2 separate regions of the Sus scrofa genome follow, and region 1 is linked to region 2. A link is a contact called in public promoter capture Hi-C data. All regions are on one chromosome and are shown on one strand. The core of a region is the stretch at or near the end of the contact, and the rest is flanking DNA. Distances in the headings are between cores, read along the strand shown. Region 1 overlaps LOC110260631 (a long non-coding RNA gene). Region 2 overlaps ACO2 (aconitase 2).

Region 1 (6,431 bases), core at 1,671-4,170, 94 kb after region 2:
AGGGAAGGCTGAGAGGCAGGGCCCCGGAGCTGGGCTGCCTGGTCCACATCCTGGTTCTCCCACAGAGAAGCTGCGGGGTTAGAAAAGTCATTCCTGGAGTTCCCGTCGTGGCAGCAGAAACGAATCCGACTAGGAACCATGAGGTTGTGGGTTCAATCCCTGGCCTCGCTCAGTGGGTTAAGGATCTGGTGTTGCCATGAGCAGATGTGGCTTGGATGCTGCGTTGCTGTGGCTGTGGCATAGGCTGGCAGCTGTAGCTCAGATTCGACCCCTAACCTGGGAACCTCCATATGCCAGGGGTACAGCCTTAAAAAGCAACAAAAGCATAAAAAGAAAAGAAAAGACAACTCATTCCTCCTTTCAGAGCCTCAGCTTCCTCACCTGTAAGATACAGGGGGTAAGGAAAGTAATGGCCAGCGCCCACGGCTGCTGGGCCATTCTAAGCATTTTACAAGTTTCAACTCATTGTGTCTTCACCTCAAGTGTGAGGGAGGGGGTGGAACTGGCTGGGGGGCCTGCAGAAGAAGGTGTGGGACCTTGCCGGAGGAGCAGCTTGTCCCCAGGAGTGTTGATGGAACCTTCCTCGCAGAGGGGACAGCTGACTGAGGCCTGGAGGGATGACTAGGAGTTTGGGAGGCAGAGAAAGAGGGAAGGGAAGGCGGGGCTTGACTGGACAGTAGTGGAGCCTGGGGGTGGTCCTGAGTCTGAATGTCAGTACTGAGACCCCAAGGGGAAGCCAAGGCCCAGAGCAAGGAGGAGCCTAGCAAGTCCTGGGGGGCTGAACACTGGCTCCTGGCTCAGGACTCTGGCCCCAGCTTTGGGCACTTGCTCTGGCCACAGCCCTGAGGTCTCAGCAAGGCTCTAGGATAGGATTTCTGGGTAATTGAAGCATCATCTAGCATCTTCTTAGAGTCCTGGGGTCAGGGACGTTGCCCAGCCTTGCCACAGACCTAGATCAAAGCAGTTCTGTACTCAGACCTCAGAAAAGAGCCATGCACTTCAGCCCTGAGTGACCTGGCCCTGCTGACTTGGAGACACCTGCAGCCCAGGAGCCAAAGGAGGCTGAGTATGTAGCCCCTGCTCCTGCTGACGACGGAGAAGCAGCTCACAAAAAGGGCTCTCGCTCTCCTGGGTCCAGGCGTCGGCCTGCACGGTTGGGAATGTTTGCTGAACTGAGAACATGTTGAGGGCTGGTGAGGGCTGGTGAGGGGCTGGGGGCACCCATCTTCAACCCAGTCTCTGATTTCCTCTGCTGCTCAGCCCTGTCTCTGGCTGGCAGCTTTCCCAGCTTAGGTGCTGGAGTCGGGAGTGCCAGCCAGGCTGGCGTAGCACAGTGCAGAGGCATGTGAGGGCTGTCTGGCAGTTTGGTACAGTCAGGGGAGGGGGCATGTGTCCAGCTGTGGAGGTTTGTCCTCCAGGCAGGTGGGTGGCAGAAGTGCAGCATGTCAGGCACCTGTATGTTATCTGTGTGGCACAGCCTGATGGTACAGAGAGAGAAACAGCTTAGGGAGGTAGAGCCACTTGCTGGGGCCACAGAGCTGCTCTCTGGCTGCCTCCCATACCCTCTGATGGGCCCCCTCCCCATGGCTGTCAGTTGCCAGGCCCTGAGGGGCTCACCTCCAAGTAGGCACCTCAGTGGCAGCTGCCAGGTGTCTGTGAGGCTGGTGTCCCATTCTATGGATAAAATTCAGAGGCCCAGACAGGGAAGTGACTTGCCCAAGATCACATCCCAAATTGGTGATGGAGGCAGATTTGAACCCAGGACTAACTCCAAACCTGTGTTTTTTGCTTTTGGCTGCACCCATGGCAGGCGGAAGTTCCAAGCCAGGGATAAGACCCATGCCACAGCTGTAACTATAGCCACAGCAGTGACAACACCAGATCTTTAAGCTGCTGAGCCACCAGGGAGCTCCCTCTTAGTCTGTATTCTTATCTGCCACATGCTGGCCAGAGATCTCCCAGCTTTGACATATTCCAAGCCCACAGTTCCTGTGGCAGCACAAATCTGTGTTTGTAAGAGTATTTGTATACAAAGTAGAAAACACAGTGGGTTACAACAGGTCGTCTCCAGAAACAGATCTCAGGTTCACAAATTTCAGGGAAGGTCTTCATAGACCCAGTTGGGGCACGTGTTCCATCATTGACCAATCAACTGTGCCTACAACGGATTGGGTCACATGTTCACTCCTTGACCAATCACCTGTGCCCAGGGCTGACCCTGTAGCAGCCCCTGGACACCACAAGGTAGCTCGGGGGGTGGGGCAGCTTTGACCCTGGAAACTAGATTCTGTTTGAGTTACATTTGCCTCCCTGGGCTTCTTCTTTTTTTTTTTTTTTTTGTATTTTTAGGGCTGCGCCTGCAGCATATGGAGGTTCCCAGGCTAGGGGTCTAATTGGAGCTGTAGTCGCCGGCCTACGCCAGAGCCACAGCAACAAGGGATCCGAGCTACGTCTGCCACCTACACCACAGCTCACAGCAACGCTGGATCCTTAACCCACTGAGTGAGGCCAGGGATTGAACCCAAGTCCTCATGGATGCTAGTCAGGTTCGTTTCCACCGAGCCATGACGGGAACTTCTCCCGGGCTTTCTTGACCTCTTATTCCCAACCTCAGGGACAGGAGACTAGGGTGACAGGGTTCTAAGCACCTAAGGTCCTCTTGTAACTGCTTTCCTTGTGCCTTACCCCTTAGACCAGCTAGTCAGGCTGCATCTGCCTGCGAACTGAGGTGTATGGATGGGGGTCAGAAGCTGCCCGAAGGACTCGGTTCTGTGCCCAATTCGTATGGGAGCCGTGGGGGTAAGTCACCTCCACTCACCCTTCTGGTCTTGGCTTAAATGTCACCCACACAGAGGTCGTCCCTGTCCTCTCCCAGATCCCCTATCTTCTCAGCCACACCACTTACCACAACCCATCATTCTATTATTTTTTGTCCTTGTAATGTTTGTCTTTCCAAGCAGACTGTGAAGGCTGGCAGCAAGGTTGACACCAAATAGACATTTAGTAAATATTTGCTGAATGAGGTTTCTCTAAACTTTGATTTCCCTGTCTGTACAAAGGAGTGACAACACCCCCCACTGTGAAATAAGATAGAGCCTCAGAGCACCCAGCCCAGGCCTAGGACGCAGCAGGTGTTCAGGATCCTGGGAGCTGGGACGAGGGGAGGCTGGGCTGGAAGGCTCTGGAAGCTCTCAGGAGCAGCAAGCTCCAAGAGCACAAGTGGTGAAAAGCTGGAACCCGAGGATAAGGAGAGTCTGGGAATTTGAATTTGAAACCCACTCTGGGTTTGAATTTTAGCCTTGCTGTTTAGTTTGGGGGCATATCACTTTGCTTTTCTGAGCTTCAATGTTTATTGGTAAAATAGCCACTTAAAGCCCACCGTGGGGAGTTCCCATGAACTGGTGAAGTAGTGAACCTGACTAGTATCCCTGAGATCAGAGGTTCAATCCCTGGCCTTGCTCAGTAGGTTGAGAATTTGGTGGTGCCATGGGCTGTGGAGTAGGCTGTAGAAATGGCTCAGATCCCGCTTTGCTGTGGCTGTGGCCAGCAGCTGCAGCTCCGATTCGAACCCTAGCCTGGGAAATTTCATATGCTGTGGGTGCGGCCCTAAAAGGAAAAAAAAAAGTCCACCTTGAGGTTCCTGCTGTGGCACGGTGGGTTAGGAATCTGACTGCAGTGGCTTGGGTTGCTGTGGAGGCGTGGGTTTGATCTCTGGCCCAGCGCAGTGGGTTAAAGGATGTAGCATGGCTGCAGCTGCAGCACAGGTCTCAGCTGCAGCTCGGATTCAATCCCTGGCCTGGGAACTTCCATATGCCAAGGGTGTGGCCATAAAAAAAAAAGTCCACCTTGCCAGTCCATCTCCAAACTCCAAATGCATGTTTTTCTCTAGAAACAAAACAGTTCCTGGTTCCTTCCAACCTCAGGAGCCCTGAATGTTAACAACATGAAGCATGGGAATGGGAAGCAGGGGAGAACGGCCTCGTTGTGTAAAGTCAGCTCCAGGGCTCACTGAGGAGGCGGCAGCGCCAGCTCTGCACACGGAGGGAGCAGAAGCAGCGTGACGAGGGCCTGGAACTGCAGGGAGGGGGGTGAATTTGCAGTGGGCACTGCCAAGGATGAGGCCACCAATTCTGTGCCCACCCCACGAGTCTGGGCCCATCCTGAGCAGGGGACCTGGGGACATCAATGCTGAGCAAATCAGCATGACAGTTCTGGTGCTCAGCAAATGGCTTTACCCTTGGGTATAAAATTGTCTTTTAATTGTGACTGTCTCATGGCAGTAGACAGAAAATGTGGCAGAAGCAGAAAAGGAAAACCTCTAGAATCCCACCACCAGCCCCCAACTCTTCCAGACTTTTTTTTTTTTTTTTTTTTTGGCTGCCCCCATGGCGTGCAGAAGCTTCCAGGCCAGGGATCAAACCCATGCCACAGCAGTGACAACATGGGATCCTTTTTTTTTTTTTTTTTTTGCTTTTTAGGGCTGCACCTGTGATGTACGGAAGTTCCCAGGCTAGGGGTCCACCACAGCCACAGCAACGCCAGATCCAAGCCACGTCTGCGACCTACACCACAGCTCACAGCAATGCTGGGTCCTTAACCCCCTGAGCGAGGCCAGGGATCAAACTCGCATCCTCGTGGAGACTAGTCAGATTCGTTTCCACTGAGCCATGACGGGAACTCCAACACCGGATCCTTAACCCACTGAGCCACAAGGGAACTCCAAGTCTTTTTACTTTTTTTACACTTTGCCATTGAGTGTTCTCTGTTTGGGGCCACTTTTCAAGAGCAGTTCCCTGTCCTTCTACCAGTGGTAGAGCACTTTTCTTTGTTTCAACTGTCCTGGGCCTGATATGTGTCCTTTCTCAATAAATCATGAAGGAAGCAGGCAGAAATGACTTCCATCTGGACAGATGAGGAAACGGAGGCCCAGAGTGGTTAGGTGACTTGGCCTTGAAGTGGGGAGGGGGACAGAAAAGACAGCCCCACAATTCTCATCTCAAAATATTTAATTTTGTTTGAAAAGGATACATTCCCAGCTTCCCTCCCGCCACGTCACTCCGGCCCACCAATGGTGGCCCACGCACGCACACAAGCACATAAGGCCCATGGGCTATGGCCTCTTCCGCCCTCTCCGGCTGGGAAGAAGGGGTTTGCTCCTTGCCTTCTTCCCCAGGGAAGGTAAAGGGGAGAGGGGCCCACTGGAATGCCAGCTCCCAGGGGAGGAGGCGGAGCCCCGCACACTCTATCACGTCACATGCACTTAGAAAAATAAAACCAAGTGGTGTTCTGGCGACCCCGACGCTGTAAGATGCAAGAGCCACCTGGAAGTCATCTTCGCCGTTTCTAGAAAAATTTATTGCACTTAATTAACAGATGTGAAAGGAGCTCTGGGGTGGGGCTCTGCCAAAAAACCAGGGGCTCACAGCCCTTTGCTCCCAGGGCCCCGGATGGAGAGCAGACCAGCACGAAGGGGCACTTTCCTGCTGGCTCCCTCGCCTGCCACCCCACCTCAGGCTGGAGGACCGCAGGAGCTGCCTGCCAGGGCCCCGCAGCAGGTCCCCACACCAGGGTGATGCCGACCCAGAGTAAAGGTTCACTGCCAAGTGCCTTTCCCAACCTCAGGACTCGGACAGGCAAACCCTTTCCTTTGGCCACGGGTAAGAGTTACCCAAGTCGTCCCCACGGCTGCTGGCCATGGTGAAAGCTCTCTCTCTAAATATATATATTTCTATATTTAGATATACATTTATTATGTGCATATTCTTGCAGCATTCTAGCTCATTCATGATTTGTCTGTTCTGAGATTGCAGTGAGGCTGGAGACAGAGCGTTCAGGAAGGAATGGTGCTTTTCCCAGCCCGCTGCAAGCCACTTATGCTGGCAGTTCTGGCTTCCAGTGCTTTTAGGAGGATGCCAAACATCTGAGCACAGGAGCCCCAGTCTTTGGCTGTCAGCCCCAAGATGGAGGGGGTCCAGCAAGGAGTTCAACTCCACGATGGAAACTGAGCAGAAGACACCCCCCACCCCCACCACCCGCCCCAAGGCCTTGATCCTTAGGCCTAGGAAGAAGACACGCTTCCCTGAGCCCCCCTTTCCCCCAAATGTCAACCTCCCCGGACATCTCCCTTCTGTCCCTGCCAGGCTCCTGGCTCAAAGGGGCTCTTCTAAAAGAGGCCGAGAGCCGTGCTCTTTCCAAGTAAGCACTTGGGGGAGGAACTGGACACCCACTGCCTGGGGGCAGAAGCGGAGGGCACTGGGCAGGCAGAAGGGGGGACAAAGAGGAGAGACGTCAGGCCATCATCCCACCCGCCGGGGTCGGAAAGTGAACGCCATCCAGAGATTAAATGTCCATCCCTTTAAAAAAAAACCCAACTGAGAAAACAAACCATACACTCCCTGGCCAAAGAAAATGAAGAGCTTTTAAGCTGGCAG
Region 2 (6,427 bases), core at 1,080-3,579:
TCAAAAAGCCTTAAAGAAAAAAAAACCAACTATTTCTGAAAGTGCCCGGCACATTCAGGAAGGACCCTGTGGTCAGCACAGGCGACTGGGCGCTGCCCTGGGTTGGCCCTGGGCAGGGGGAGGTGCTCACCTACTCGGATGTCCAGCGGCCACCCCTCCTTCTCTGCCACGCTGCCCACTTCCGCCACGGGGTGAGCCAGGTCAGGGGTGAAGGGCCCGTTGATGTGTGGCTTCAGCTAAAGGACAAAAGGCAAGAGGAGAGAGCAGGTCTTGGTGTGTGGACCGCCTCTCTCTTCAGGGCTCACCAAGTCATGCGGGGCCTGGGAGGCAGGCCAACCCCTGCTCGCCTGGCTCAGACCTCAACCCAGGAAACGCCTGAGCAACAGGCACCATCCATGCACCAGCCCCTGGGATTCCTCCAACCCCACAGGCTGTTATCCCCAGTCTGCAGGTGACAGAGCTGCCATGCTTTGCTCAAGGTCACACAGCTGGGAGATAGCAGAGGATGGAATGAATCAAGGCTGCCAGCTTCCTAAGCCCATTTTCTCCCATACTGTGGTGCTTCTGGAATCTTAGGAAAACACAGACTTAAGGGCCAGATACTTCTTAGGGCCACGCCCACAGTATATGGAAGTTCCCAGGCTAGCAGTTAAATTCACCAGTTTAGCTGCCCACCTACACCACAGCCATAGCTATGCAGGATCTGAGCCAGGTCTGTGACCTACACCACAGCTCACGGCAAACGCTGGATTCTTCACCCACTGAACGAGGCCAGGGATCAAACCTGCAACCTCATAGATGCTAGTCAGATGCGTTTCTGCTGAGCTATGACGGGAACTCCCCAGATACTTTATATGTGATACCTTTTTTTTTTTTTTTTTCTTTTTAGGGCCACAGCTGCAGTGTATGGAAGTTCTCAGGCTAAGGGTCAAATTGGAGCTGCAGCTGCTGGCCTACACCACAGCCATAGCAAGAGCCAAGCTGCATCTGGGACCTATGCTGCACTTTGTGGCAATGCAAGATACTTAACCCAAAGAGCAAGGACAGGGATCGAACTCATATCCTCAGGGACACTATGTCAGGTTTTTAACCCGTTAAGCCACAATGGGAATTCCTATATTTGATAATACTTATTAATCAATGTGAAGCATTTAGCAAAGCACCTGATACACAGTCAGCGTTCAATAAACGTTAGCAATTATTACCCTTGGCCACTCCGCTGCTTCTGCTCCTCTGACCCACCCTTCCTCTGGCCTTCCAAAGCCGCCCTGTCTACAGGTCTCAGGGTGCCAGGCTCAGGCCTGGGAATTTGGGGCCTTGTCCTCTGAACTCTAACAAAGCAAGCTCAAGTGAAATCTTGGCTTCTGCTAAAGCTGAAGAGGGGGCAAATGTTTCTGAATCACTAGCCACCGCCACCCCTACTCTCCCCTAGGCTACCTAGCCTTCCTGCTGCCCTACCACTCCACTGTGCCTGACTCAGGCAGCGGTTTGCAGACACACTAGGGAACCAAAAGCTTAGGAGCTGTGCTGGGTGTACAGGCAGGGACCTGCCCTGGCTCTCCCCAGCGCCCACCAGAAGTCCCCAGACGGGGTCTGATCGCCCATCCTCAAGCTCCTTGGAACCAATTCCCTTCCTCACCTCGCTGAGGTTAATTTCAATCACTTGGTCATAATGGCAGCCAGGGTCAGGTACCAAGTGGTCCTTGAATTCGTCAGCGAGGTTGGCAATATCTGAAATTAACAAGGGGGAGAAAGAGGCATGTAAAGCAAACTGGTCATAAGCCTCCATCCGTCCATCCACATGAGCCACAGGTACCTGGCACCTGCCCAACCCTGAGCCCTGGGCACTGGCTGGGAAAACAAAGAACAAAGCAAACACCACAGGACACTGTTCCTGGCCTTGAGGGGATCGCAATCTAGAAAGGAAGCTATCGGCCAGAAGTTTCAACATAGTATGACAGAGGCACCCAGGAACAGAGGGACACGGAGAAGCACTGAGTTTTAAAGGAAAAGAAGTCACATGATATAAACACAAGGGAAGGGCCTTCTAGGTAGGACTCCATGTGCCAGAGCTTAGAAACAGACACACTCTCCCCAGGGCCCCCTGGCCTCGGGCTCCCCCAATTCCCCCTCATCTCTCTTCAGAGGCTCCAGCAATCTCTCCTGCAGGCCTTATTTCCAACTCTGGGCTTCAAAGAAGCCAAGCTAGAGCCTCAGGGAAGTTGGGGAAGGCTGAGAAAGTGTTCTTGTTCCTAACGTTTCCGCTAGGGCAGGAATTACAAACAGAAGCAAATCCATGTCATTTCCAGAGCTTCCTGTAGAGGGCACTGGGGACCAGGCCAAGGAGAACCGGTGTTCAGACACCTTTCAGGTGAAACTTCAATTCCAATCCTGAGGCACGGCCGCCTCACACCCTGAGAAGCTGAGAGCTACAGACATCCCGCTCAGGAGCAGTAGGGCACACATGCCTCAGCGACCGCGAGGGACGTCTCGGAGCCAGTCTGGGGGCCCCTGGTTTAGACCCCCACTGGCTCACCTGCCCGGCCTGTCTTGCTCAGGTACTTCTTCATCCTGTGGTTGTAAGGAAACACGGAGGTGGTGGCCCCGATCTCTGCGCCCATGTTGCAGATTGTCGCCATGCCTGCGGAGAAGCAGAGCCCACGGGCAGGGCTGGCTGAGCAGCTGGTGAGGGTCCCACACCCTGGTTAGGTCTGCACACATGCCTTCACACCAGGGAGCTGGCATCATTCTTTCCCTCGCTCGCACTGTCCTTGTGGCCCATGGTTAACACAAGAGCCAGTAAAGAGAGGCCACGGGCCAGAGCTCAGTGTCCCAGCTCCGAGTGGCCACTGGGTGGGTGGAGTGAGGAGGACACAAGATTCAGCCCCTACAAGCCGCGCTCCAGTTCTGGGTCTGGCTGACCTGTCGCCATGTAATGAAAGCTGACCTGGCCAGACTGCCCAGTCGTTACTGTGTCTATCTGCAGGTGAGCGAACCGGCTCAGGTCCAAGGCCGGGCCATACAGCAAATGCAAGCGTGGCGTGCAGGCCTAGGTCTCTGCGTGGTGTGCAGGCCTGCACTCTTTCCAGCAATACTACCGGAATGATGTGCACTGCCTGGACAACGAGCCGCCCACAGAGCTGAAGGGTTACAGATGTCCTGACTGCTCTCAGGACTCCAGCCTCACGGGTTGTGGGGACATGGGTCTTGGCTTCTTACCAACTTCCTTTTTTTGGCTTCTTAGGACCACACCCACAGAATATGGAGGTTCCCAGGCTAGAGGTCTAATCTGAGCTACGGCTGCCTAGCCTATACCACAGCAATGCCGGACCTGACCTGCATCTGTGACCTACACCACAGCTCACGGCAACACCAGATCCTTATCCTACTCAGTGTGGCCAGGGATCAAACCCACAACCTCATGGTTCCTAGTCGATTCGTTTCCGCTGCGCCATGACGGGAACTCCACCAACTTTCTAACTGAGCTGTCCAGTGGCAGTAAGGACCACCTAAAGAGTGACCCCATTTCACTGGAGGGAACAAGGGCCAGCTGAGCTGAGGCAGGTGCCTGGGGAAGTCTGGACCAAATCCTCTCTCAGGCTCGTGCCCGGTCTACCTGGATTTCCAAGGGCCCAGGCACTGAGACCAGGGCACCCGGAGTGGTGAGTAGGAAGGGGCTGGCTTCTCCCGGGTCTGGACACTAACAAGTGATGGCCTCTCCTTCAAAGGAAGAGAGCGGGCTCCACCTTCAGCCAAGACAAGATGTAAGAATGGAGCGACTTCGTGACCCAAGCCCTGGCGCTGATTCCCTGTTCCCACCACCACCCTCTGTGGATTTTTCTCCTGGATCACCCAAGGCAGCCCAGGGCCATGGCCAAGCTGGTTCAGGGCCTAACTCCGTGCGGCCACAGCTACCCGCCATCCTTGAAGGGCCCCGACTCAGACAGTCTTGGACTAGACCGTCTCCCCTCTACCTCAAAGTGTCCACCCGAAGTCTCTAAACTGCCTGGGCGGCTTCTCAGGAGGCCATCCACTGCTTCTATGGCTCGACTGCAGGCCCCATGAGGCCCAGTGCAGCCTGAGAGCCATGTCCCGTGGCCGCCTTCCTCACCAGTGCAGGAGATGGAGTCCACGCCAGGCCCATGGTACTCCACGATGGCACCCGTGCCACCTTTCACGGTGAGGATGCCCGCCACCTTCAGGATCACATCTTTGGGTGAGGTCCAGCCAGAGAGCGAGCCCGTCAGCTTCACACCAATCACCTGAACAGTAGGGCAAGAAAGCAGTCACAGGCCCTGCCTGCCACGCGCCACGTCCCAACCAGGAATCCGCCTGCTGGCATGCCCATTTCAGCGTATTCAGCCCTGCCTCCTCCCCAGAGGTCTGAGCCTGAGCTTTCCTCCCACCCCCTTTGGGCCCCACACCTCCCACTCCTCCCCACCAGCCACCCCTCTGCTGCCGCCTCAACAGCCTTTGCCCACCCCTCACCTTGGGGCACTTCAGCTCCCAGGGGATCCCGGCCATGACATCCACGGCATCAGCACCCCCGACTCCAATGCAGATGCCCCCCAGGCCACCGCCATTGGGGGTGTGGGAATCAGTGCCGATCAGAAGAACCCCAGGGTACGCGTAGTTTTCCAGAATGATCTGAAAAAGAATCCAAGACCTTGGAGTTCCCATTGTGGCTCAGCCGAAATGAACTCAACTAGTATCCATGAGGATGCAGATTTGATCCCTAGCCCTGCTTCATGGGTCAAGGATCCAGCGTTGCTGTGAGCTGTGGAGTAGGTCGCAGATGCGGCTTGGGTCTCGCGTTGCTGTGGCTGTGGTGTAGGCTGGCAACTGCAGCTCTGATTTGACCCCTAGCCTGGGAACTTCCATGTGCTGCAGGTGCGGTTCTAAAAAGGGGAAAAAAAAAAAAGAAGAATCCAAGATCTTAAGCTTAAAAGCCCTCAGCAGAGAATGGAAGTAGGGCTCCCGAGGGTTCTGCAAATTCCCAGGCATTCCTCCAGGATGGAGCCTCTCCAGTGAGGCCTGGACCTGGGAGAGCTGGGTGGCGTGGCTCACGGACAGCTTGGACAGTTCCTGACTGTGAGACCTGGGCTTTGTAAGTGCCTCCCCGAATCTCCATTTCCTCATCTGTTAGCACGGTTATAAAGGCCGCCCCATCTTGACCCCGGATTGTGATGAGAACCAGATGACCTGGGATGCAAGAATATGTCCTGTGACAAGCCCGGGGACATGTGCTGACCACACTTCCTGCCTCACATGGTGGACACGTGGAGTGTGCTTATCTAGCTTCTCAACAGGGCAGACCGTCTTTCATGGCCTGACTCCAGCACCCGCAAGGGAGCACTGGGGACCCGGTGGAGCTCAGGCCAGGAGTTCTTCCACTGCTGAACTGAAACAAAGTACAGACAACGCCTCTCCGGCCTCGGCAGCCTGGAAGCGGCTCGGAGCCCAGAGCAACTTGCTTAAGGAAGATGATGACTTGGCTCATGACCTTTCCTGGTTCAGGGTCCCTGCTTCCTCGAGGCCCCTCTCCTAGCTGGGAAGGAGCTGGCCAGGGGCACAGTCCCCAAATACCTGACGAAGCTACAGGGGCAGCTTCCCAGTAAGATCTGCCCGCCACCCAGACACCTGAGATGCTGGCCACTGGGGGCTACACGACTGCTCTAGGAAAGCCGTGGCCAAAACGAACCACGCCTGGGTCTGGGTTCTGGCCCCACCACCTTCTAGTAGTCACTTCCTCTCCAAGCCTAGGCTTCCCATCTAAAAAAGTTGCTGGAATTCCCGTCGTGGCTCAGTGGCAATGAACCCGACTAGCATCCTTGAGGACGCAGATTCCATCCCTGGCCTCGCTCAGTGGGTTAAGGATCCAGCGTTGCCATGAGCTGTGGAGTAGCCTGGTGGCTACAGCTCTGATTTGACCCCTAGCCTGGGAACTTCCGTATGCCACGGGTGCAGCCCTAAAAAGACACACACCCCCCAAAAAGAAAAATGTTGCTAACGACAGTGTTCGCCTCATCGGGTCACAGCAATCACTCAATGGAACAGGCACATCAAGCTGTAGCAGTGCCTGGGAGAGGCATTGTTTGTATTTATTATTTTGCAGCAGGCTTCTTCATCTGAGGCTCTGCTGACCTGTCAGATGGAATTACACCCCGACACACACCTAAGGATGTTGGGGAGGACATACGAGATCGAGGACGTGAAAGGCTCTGTGAACTGTCAGAACCGACTGAATGGGGGCAGGCTCCCCGGAATATCACAGAACCCCAGGACCTCTGCCTCGGGCGAGGCATCTTGCCCAGTAGACTCAGCAAGGTTCGAGGGGGCTCGGCTCCTTGGAAACGCATCGAGTTAGAAGACCCGGTTTCTTCCCCAGGAACGAGGCAGCCGGCTGGGAGAACAGGCCAGCACAGAA

The links. Promoter capture Hi-C pulls out the DNA fragments that hold promoters and counts their contacts.
Region 1: a contact with region 2 is called in a promoter capture Hi-C map of liver, with 4 times the contacts expected there. A contact is called at or near these places in 2 of 5 promoter capture datasets (fetal liver and liver), 24 of 47 Hi-C or Micro-C datasets (alveolar macrophages, blood, embryonic fibroblasts and 13 more) and 2 of 2 datasets of targeted methods (alveolar macrophages and skeletal muscle).

Annotation. Positions count from the first base shown.
Region 1 is chr5:7,114,366-7,120,796 of Sscrofa11.1, forward strand. LOC110260631 (a long non-coding RNA gene) reads left to right here. Exons shown (of 3, transcript XR_002343883.1): 3 at 2,693-3,480. It overlaps TEF (thyrotroph embryonic factor), which reads right to left. Exons shown (of 5, transcript XM_021091460.1): 5 at 4,989-6,431. Among named protein-coding and RNA genes, the nearest start is that of TEF, 18 kb to the right of the region's middle.
Region 2 is chr5:7,021,157-7,027,583 of Sscrofa11.1, forward strand. It overlaps ACO2 (aconitase 2), which reads right to left. Exons shown (of 19, transcript NM_213954.1): 5 at 4,489-4,647; 6 at 4,112-4,262; 7 at 2,537-2,641; 8 at 1,640-1,731; 9 at 131-236. Among named protein-coding and RNA genes, the nearest start is that of POLR3H, 25 kb to the left of the region's middle.